Regions from separate parts of the Mus musculus genome. Here region 2 is linked to region 1. The links are chromatin contacts, called in public HiChIP or PLAC-seq maps. All regions are on one chromosome and are shown on one strand. The core of a region is the stretch at or near the end of the contact, and the rest is flanking DNA. Distances in the headings are between cores, read along the strand shown.

Region 1 (4,184 bases), core at 1,135-3,634:
GAGGTCTGAGGCTGGGCCACTTCTGTCCCAGCTCCATCCCTGCAGCTGGCACAGCCTGATAACAAACCACAGCTGCCCCTACAGGAAGGACAGACAGACATAGTAGGGAAAGGGGGCTTGGAGCAGTCTTCTGGACAGATGTGCACCTGGGTCCCGGCTTGGACATATGAGCCCGCTCACACCAAAGCCCACCAGGCTGGTGAGGCGCCTGTGTCAGCGCCCACATGGCTCCCAGGTTCCCGTAGGCAAGCCCTTGATAACCCTTGGCCTGGTGCTGCAGCACCCGATCTGTGCTCACTTCTAAAGGCTTTGGGGAGTCTCCACCTCCTTGGGGGCCCCCAAGAGCTCCAGGAAACGGAATTGCTCCCTGAATTAAAACTTGTCAGAGACCTCCATACAAACGCCTCTCTCAGTTCTGCCTGATTCGGGGTTTCCCTGTGAATGTCACCTCCCAGAAGCTGGCATTGCCCATCCAATCAGCACTTGCACCAACAGGAGCCAGCTGGCCTGAGCTGTTTACCCTTCTCCTCCTCCTCACTGAACTTCCCGTGCCTAGCTGGCAGCTCCAGCAAGGGGACCCAAGAGGTTTGCTGAATGAATAACCTAAACTTCTGGAGTTTGTTGAATGAATCCTGCTTCCCCCATAACCGGGCCACTTTACAGAAAGTGAAGTTGAGGACCCAGAGGAGGTGTCCGACACCTCAGAGTGTGACCAGCACCTGGGGGGGGGGGCAACACAAAGCAGACGTGGGGCTGGGGAACTCCTCCAGCTGGTTGAGTAATAGGCCCACCAAGACACACCTTAGCTACAAACACACCCTTCTTTGGCAAACACTCCCGGAAAGGCAGAGAACCCACTTCCCCATCAGGAAGCAGGACAGAGGTGACTCAGGCCCTGGACACCCAGCAGGTAGGTGGACACCTGGGTGAGGCCCTGTGGGAAGTAAGTCACCAAAACGTAAACTTAGTTACACTAGAGACACAACAAGGACACTCTAGGCATGGTCCCAGGAGGCTGAGGCAGGAGGATCAGCTCATGGTCACCCTCAGATATACAGAGACAGAGGCCAGCCTAGGCTACCTGAGACTCTGAGTCAAATAAATAAAACAAAACACAGGTTAGGGAGAAAGGCTCAGTAGTTACAGCAATGGCCGCTCTTGCAGAAGGACTGGGGTTTCGTTCCCAGCACGAACATGGTGGATCAGGACCATCTGTAACTCCAGGATCCATCTGATCTCAGCAGGTACCAGGCACACACGTGGTGCACATACATACATACAAACATACATACACACACCTACATATGTACAGACAAAATGCCCATAAACATAAAATAAAATATTAAAAAAAAATAATAAAGTACAACCAACAAAGGTAGAACCAAATAGAACCCTAGAATACTGGACACCATGGAAGGAAGGGCTTTGCCACCCCACCCCGAGTCTGACAAAGAGTCAACTGTCCACATCCAGATGGGGGAAACCAAGGCACAAAGAAACTCAGCATGCTGGCCAGGGGCCAAGGCAGCGCTTGGCCCGCAAAGGTAACTGTCAGGGCCACAGGTCACAAGACCTGAATTCCTGAGTAGCCACAAACAACCAGCAGCACATCACAGCTTTGGGCTACACCACATCCCACCACTCTGGGAACTGACCCCCCAGAGACACAGAGTCACCATTGCCAGCGGGGATCACAGAGAGTGGGAGTACCCCTGGCTGCTGCTCTCCCGTCCAGCGGGGTAGAAGGGGAATGAACAGGGTAACTGCCTGCGGCCAGGTCAGAGAGCCCTCTCAACAGAAGTCCAGAGCAGGAGGCTCCTGCATCTGCGGGTGAGCAGCCAGAGAAAGGGGTGTAGGCGGAGGAGCGACAGAGCATCCATGGGGAAGGTTGGGGAGGAGAACATGGAGGAGGGAGCAGAGGAGAGAAAAAGGAGGAGAGGAAAGTGGGGGAGAAAGAGACCCCAGCTGGGAGGAAGAGGAGGTGGAGGAGACCCCAACCTGGGGAGGAGGAGGAGACCCCAGCCTAGGGAGGAGGAGATCCTAGCTGCCCTAGCTGGAGGAGGAGGAGGAGGAGGAGGAGGAGGAGGAAGAGGAGGAAGAGGAGGAAGAAAAGACCCTAGCCCTGACGAGGAGGAGGAGGAGACCCCAACAGACTGGGGAGGAGGAATAGGAGGAGGAGGAGAGACCCCAACAGCCTGGGGAGGAGGAATAGGAGACCCCAGCCCGGGGAGGAGGAAGGGGCCCCGGAAAGAGGTCCAGCCCCGCGGCCCTGCTCACAGCCTGGTCTCCCCGCTCGGGGTAGCCTCCGGGCCGCCTTCTGAGTTGTCCAGAGCCACCATGGCCTGCAGCCGCTGTTGCAGCCCGGCCGGAGGCCGCGAAGGAAGTGACGCGCGGGGCGGAGTCTGCAGCGGCCCGGGGCGGGGACAGTCTAGGAACAGCCGCGGTTGCTGGGCTAGAAGCTCTGCCTCGGTTTCCCTCTCCGTAGACATGGGGCGGTGTCACCCACCAGGACGTGCTGGCTGAGGACAAAGTCTGAGCCACCCGGGAGGAGACGGTGGGGCACACCAGCCCCGGGGCGACTGCGGAGATGCGAAAGGCTCCTTGGGGCGCAGATGCGGGAGGGGTATGCGAGCCCCGCGAACAGTCCCAGGGTGACAGAACAGTGCAGGGGACTGAGGCCGAAAAGGAGGACCCGCCCGCAGACCCAACACCTCCAGACCACTGTCTGTGAGAGCTAGTCTGGTGAAAACAAGCGAAGGGGAAACTGGCCGTGGTGCACAGCTGAGCTAGAGGCTGAGGCAGCAAGATCAGTGGAGTTCCAGCCCAGCCTCAGCCACAAAACCTAATTGGGGTGGAGTGGCAGGTGTGGTGCACTCCTGGCCTAGCATAGGTTAGACGGAAGCAGTAGGATCAGGCTTTCAAGTCATCATTAACCAACAGCAAGTTCAAGGCCAGCCTGGGCTCCAGGAAAGCCACGTGCTTTTAGAAAAACTATTACACTTGGTTGATTAATCAACTAATTAATTAAAACAAAAGACCCAAAAGAAAGCATCCACTCTGAGGGTTTGTATAGACAGGTGAAGCGATGGCCGAGCTCATGAGTCTGGTGCAGAGGGGACTCAGGGGAAGGGGACCTGGGGACTTGGACTCCTGACATCACACCAGAGTTGTTCTGTGGCTGAAAGAGAGGGAAGGGGTTCATTGCAGAGCCCTCAGTCTGCATCTTGCTCCCCACAGCCCCAGGACACAGTCGCTGACACCCTCAGAGTCCCCAGGCTGTAAACTTCCTGGTCCCTCAGCCAGGACTGCTTCTTAGTTACTCAGCCCTCTCCCCAGCTTCCAGCCCGCCCTCTAGGATGAGCCTGTGGATGACATAAATACACTCCCTCTGAGTCTCACCTAGAAAATGGCAGCCTCTTTTTCTCTGCTGCATAGTATTCTGGTGGCTTGACAAGGCTAACCTCTTTGGGAGCAAGGGAGCCTCTGAGATACATTTAGCAGGGATGCGAGGGTGTGGCTGAGGTCAGTTCCTTGTAGTTCCTGCTGATAGTTTCCAAAGAGCCTACTCTCCGGACAGGAACTCACTGCTGGATAGAACCTTGTAACTATCAGTCAGAGTCAGCCAAATGTATCTGAAGGTGCTGTCCTGTCCTGACGTGCATCATGGCTCCCAGTGTCCTGGAGAGGCAAACTCTGCCAGGGCTTCTTCAGAAGGCGGGCCTGGGCCAATCTGCCTGCAGCCCATGGTTGAAGCTAACCCCCATAGAAGGCCAAGACCCTCCCTTGCTTGGTGCCCAGAGCCCTCCCTCCTTTAGCCCATCCCCTCCTTCTGTCATCCGGGCATAGCTCTGGAAAGAGGGAGCGCAAGGCTCTGAAGCGGCTACTACGCAGGGAGACGCGAAGGCGGGGACAAGGGAGGGGGCGGGGGGTATAAAAGTGGCCGCTGCGAAGCTAGCAGAGGAGCCTCTTTCCAGCCCCTGCCGCCAGCAACAGAGGCCAGGACGCAGGTATCCCTGGAGAGCGGCCCTGGCCCCGAGGAGGAGTGGGGTCCTCCCTCTGGTCCCCACAGTCCCAGGACACAATCCTTGAAGGTTGCCTGGAGGAAGAGAGCGACAGAGGTGGGGAAGCATGGCCACCGAGGCGACATTGGCTCCCAATGTGACCTGGTGGGCTCCGTCCAACGC
Region 2 (4,184 bases), core at 444-2,943, 150 kb after region 1:
TCCTCCCCTTCTTCCTCCTCAGGCTGGCTGTGTGACTATAGGGGGTGGGTGACAGTTCAGGGGTCTGGTCCACATTGCAGTGATCCAGCTTCCCCAAGGGCAGCAGGGATGCTGCACAAAGTGGCCCCAGCACACTGACGTGGCTCTGCCCTCAGCCCTAAGGTGGGGTCTCAGTTTTCCCAACTGTAAAACGGGTAGGGCATCCCAGCACCCAGGCTGCCCAGGGCATGGCACACTGGAGATGCCTTCGGAGTATCTCTAGATCCCCAGGAAACACTGCAGCCACTCAGATCACCTGATAGCTGATGAGAAGTGGAGTGCTGGAGAGCGAAGTCACCGGGTCTTCAGGAGCCGAGAATGGCCCACTAGGTATGAACAGCTGTAGGGGACAGCAGGGCAGGGTGTGAGCCATGGCCTTCTATGGCAGTGTCTGTGTCCTTAGACAGGGGACTGCTCAGCCTCAGGGACCAAAGCCTTGCCTGACTCATCCTGGGACCTGGCAGACCATGGTAGGGAGGGCTGACAACAGTCTGTGTCTCTGTGGCACATGGGAGACCCCAAGATGGTAGCCCCTGGTCCAGGGAAAAGTGGACAAAAGCCAGCCAGATAGTCCCAGGATGCAGACTTGGGCCCTGAGGGCTGGGCAAATGTCCTTGGGAGTAATCTGTGCTAAGGAACTGCCCTACTACCTGTGTGTGTGTGGGGGGGGGGGGGGCTGAGGGCCTCCTCGGGGTGAAGGTTCTATTGTGAGCAACAGAGTGAGAATGTCCCCAACACTGTGACCAAACTGCAAATGTCCCTCTGTAGGAGATATGGATGGACCACAGTGCTGACCAGGTCTGGACAAGTGGTGTGGCCTGGCCTGCGGGCTGAGTCTAAAGCCACTCAGGGTACATGGCTCTCTTTTGCACACTGATTCTCAACTCCTCAATCTAGAGACATACAGATAGATTTTAAAGATTTATTTTGTACATATGGGTGCTTTCCTTACATGTATATAAAGCACACTGTGTGAAGGTAGTGCCTACCGAGGCCCGAAGAAGGTGCCAGACCCCCCGAAACTAGAGTTACAGACGGCTGAGCTCACCATGTAGAAGCTGGGGACAGAGCCTGTGTCCTCGGTAAAGGCATCATACCCCTTAGTTTGTTTGTTTTGTTTTGTCTTTTTCAGACCAGGGTCATGTAGCCCAGGCTGGTCTTCTCAAACACCCTAACGAGCCGAGGGTGACCCTGAACTCCCTGTACCTTCTGAGTGCTGGGATTACGGGGACAACACCACACCTGGGCCATCTGGTGCTGAGGACGGAGCGCAGGGCTTGGTGCATGCCAGGGAGCACTCTCCCCACTGAGCCACAGTCCCTCTGATTGGCAGCACAGGGACAGCTGCTCAGCCTCCAGCCCTAACCTGGAGGGCTTGCTTCAGATGCAGCATCCTTGAGGGGGGACAGGAGTCTCTGAGGCACTTCAGGCACAGTCACTGTCACATGTCCCTTGCTCTGCTGGGCACAGGGCCAGGGGTGTTGAAAGCCAGCGGAAGCTTGGGAAGGTTACAAGTCCACACTCAACCCTCCTGCCTTGTTTTTTTTTTTTTTTTTTTTTTTTTCTTTCTTAAATTAACAAAAACCCAAACAGACTGTGGAGGTTCCTGGAAGGCTGAGTCATGTTCCGGGCTGGAGCAGCACAGGGTGTTGGGTTTCAGATATGGCTGTGGCGCTTGGTCCAGGCAGCCTGGGGCCCTGGGCAGGATAGGCAGTACCCTGTGGCCTTGATCTCATAGCTCCACACAGTAGGGGGTGGGGGACACACAGGGACTGCCGGTCCTGCTGGCTCTGCACCAACTGCACTGTCAGCCCTTAACTCTGAGCTGTATGGCACCAAGGCTTCCTTCCTGAAGACTCCTGGGAGCCTCCCTAACTTACACTCTCAAAGTCTAGAAGCTTCCATCTAGAAGACCCTGGCAAGGCCTAGTCCATGCCAGGAGCTCCCGACAGAGTAACCATACATACCTCCCAGACACTGTTAGTGTCCCCTGGGGGCAAAAATAACTGCTGGCTAAGATCCCTCTAGGTCAGAGTCCTGCACACCCGGAAGCCTCTGTGTCCCACAGTCACCTGCCTGCTGAGTGGGTGGACAGAGAGAAGTTGACCCCAGAAGCTAGGGTCCCCTGAGAGACACTGCTTGCCTCAAAGTGGCGGTCAGTCACAGTAGACCATCCATCAGGTCCACTGAGGGTGGAGAGCCTGGGATGAGAACTGGTGACCCAAGCTACCTTTAGAGTCAGACATGCTGGCACACACCTGTCACCCCAGGATTCAGGGACTGAGATAGGTGGATTGGTAGCCCAAGGGCAACCTTGGCTAAAAGAGTAAAGTTGACACCAGACTGGGCTATGTGAGATCCTGGCTCAGAAACTAAATGAAACCAAACAAAAATAAACTCAAACTGCTTTCCACTCTCTCTAGGAATCGCTGTGTTCCTAGCAGGTATACAACAGCTGGGACCCAGTATGGGGCATGAGGGGACATGGGGTATGTGGAGGCCTTTAGGGCTGTGGGACTGGCCCGCCAGCCTGGGGTATAGGACCCCTTATAACCCAGGCCTGAACACACTGTTGTCAATCACAAGCTCTGCCACCTGTCCACCTGTGTCACCAGAGTGCCCTTGGAGGTGCCCTGAATGCTGACCTTGTCATGGGTAGTTGAGGTGGTGCTGACATCCCAGATGGTAGGCACCTCGTTGAGGCTGTCAGCCTGCAGGAAGTCAGGTGTGTCTGGGATGTCTGACAGGGAATCCACAGATGAAGAGAAGACAGAGGCATTGGAGAGGTCCTCGAGGCATGAGGGGTCCTAGGAGACAGGCAGCAGTGACACAGTGGCCAGCTGTGTGTGCACTCAGGGTCCAGGCGAGCAACCATGTGTTCCAAGTATCACACAGCCAGGAACAGGACACCACAGCATGGAGTGACCATGAGGACATGGCGCTCAGTGAGGGCAAGACACGCAAGGCCGGCCACACAGCGGGGACTCCATAACAGAAAATGTCCAGACTAGAGAACGCAGGCATAGCAAGTGGCTCAGCATTCCCAGAGCTGGGGAAGGGTGGGGTGATGGCCACGACGACAACATTAAAACCACAGGAATGTACAGTTTAAATGAACTATGGAATATGTATGAACCTGAATAACCACGCTGTTTACTTTGTAGCCCAGGCTGCCCTCAGAGTCACTGCAGTTCTCCCCCAGCCTCCTGAGTGAGCCACCACGCCAGACAGACAGGAGTCCTTTCTCCACCCTGAGTCCCTGAGAGCACCTGCAGGCTGGGATTCTCCATGTCCCAACCCTGACGCATAAGGGACCTCTGGAGGCCAGGGTGCCGCCCCTGAGGCCTGCGCCTGGGCAGTCACCCTGTCTGTCTCACTGTGCCTGTGTCCCACAGCAGCCGCAGCATAGTACTCTTCAGTTCAGGATCAGGTAACCAGAGCGACCTGTCCTGCTGACGGCTCCCAGGAAGCCCGGGGAGCATCGCCTTGGCAGGGCAGGAGGCCAGGAAGTCCCACAGGACTACAATCAGGACCAGGGGTAAGCTGCTGTGGAGAGTCCATTTACACACCCTCCCCCCAGCCTTGACAGTGAGCACTCAAGGGTGCACAACAGGCTCCCCAGGCTCTGCCTGAGAGACACCCAAGGTGAACGGGTGCTTAGAGGCCAGGGAGGATAGGGCTATGCTGAGTGAAGGGGCTGTCCTGAACCTAGGTAACCCGTTACAGGTCACCTGCTCTGCCCCAGGAGACAAGAAGGCTAAGTGACTAGGCAACGGGGTTTCAAGGCTTCAAGGTCAGAAGAGACAGAAGAGCCCTGAGTATGGCCCTCAGCCTACCCAGCCTGGTGTGAGGCTGCCATCCAGGGCTTATTTTCTTAGACTCAGGAGTCTTGGTCCTGGGTAACTGCCCATCTTCTCTGAGGGTTAGCATGTCCAGGGCCATTTGGTCTTACCCAGAAAAGGGGAGGCAATTGTCTGGGTATCTAGTGACTTCCTAGGGAACCCCAAGTGACCGTGGGTTGCTATGGGGCTGGGTTCTATAACCCCCACCTCACAGGGCACTATGACCCCATTGCAGAGGTGGCAGCCTGCATTCAGGGGACAGGAAAGGACCTGATAGGCTTTTGAGACCCGTTTCCCCATTAT

The links. HiChIP or PLAC-seq counts read pairs in DNA pulled down with a chosen protein or histone mark.
Region 2: a FOXA1 HiChIP or PLAC-seq map of pancreatic cancer cells shows a contact between it and region 1. The contact joins the enhancer-like site here to the promoter of R3hdm4 in region 1. A contact is called at or near these places in 17 of 39 promoter capture datasets (the 3T3-L1 cell line, 3T3-L1-derived adipocytes, the C10 cell line and 11 more), 3 of 484 Hi-C or Micro-C datasets (the HL-1 cell line, granulocyte-monocyte progenitors and nephron progenitors), 10 of 115 datasets of contacts at active chromatin or transcription factors (the SCID.adh cell line, bone marrow-derived macrophages, double positive thymocytes and 5 more) and 3 of 9 other capture datasets (adipose tissue, liver and pancreatic islet).

What each region holds. Positions count from the first base shown.
Region 1 is chr10:79,914,546-79,918,729 of GRCm38.p6, forward strand. It overlaps R3hdm4 (R3H domain containing 4), which reads right to left and starts at 2,385. Exons shown (of 8, transcript NM_177994.5): 1 at 2,278-2,385. The coding sequence starts at 2,339. Kiss1r (KISS1 receptor) reads left to right here and starts at 2,426. Exons shown (of 5, transcript NM_053244.5): 1 at 2,426-4,184. The coding sequence starts at 4,129.
Region 2 is chr10:80,069,673-80,073,856 of GRCm38.p6, forward strand. It overlaps Sbno2 (strawberry notch 2), which reads right to left. Exons shown (of 32, transcript NM_183426.2): 5 at 2,685-2,846; 6 at 296-379; 7 at 1-35. Among named protein-coding and RNA genes, the nearest start is that of Gpx4, 18 kb to the left of the region's middle. Within about 2 kb of position 1,694, at least 215 of the 459 cell types and tissues checked have an H3K27ac peak or open chromatin away from gene starts, as enhancers often do. A contact at or near this core is called in 3T3-L1-derived adipocytes, the HL-1 cell line, the SN4741 cell line and 8 more, where this site is marked.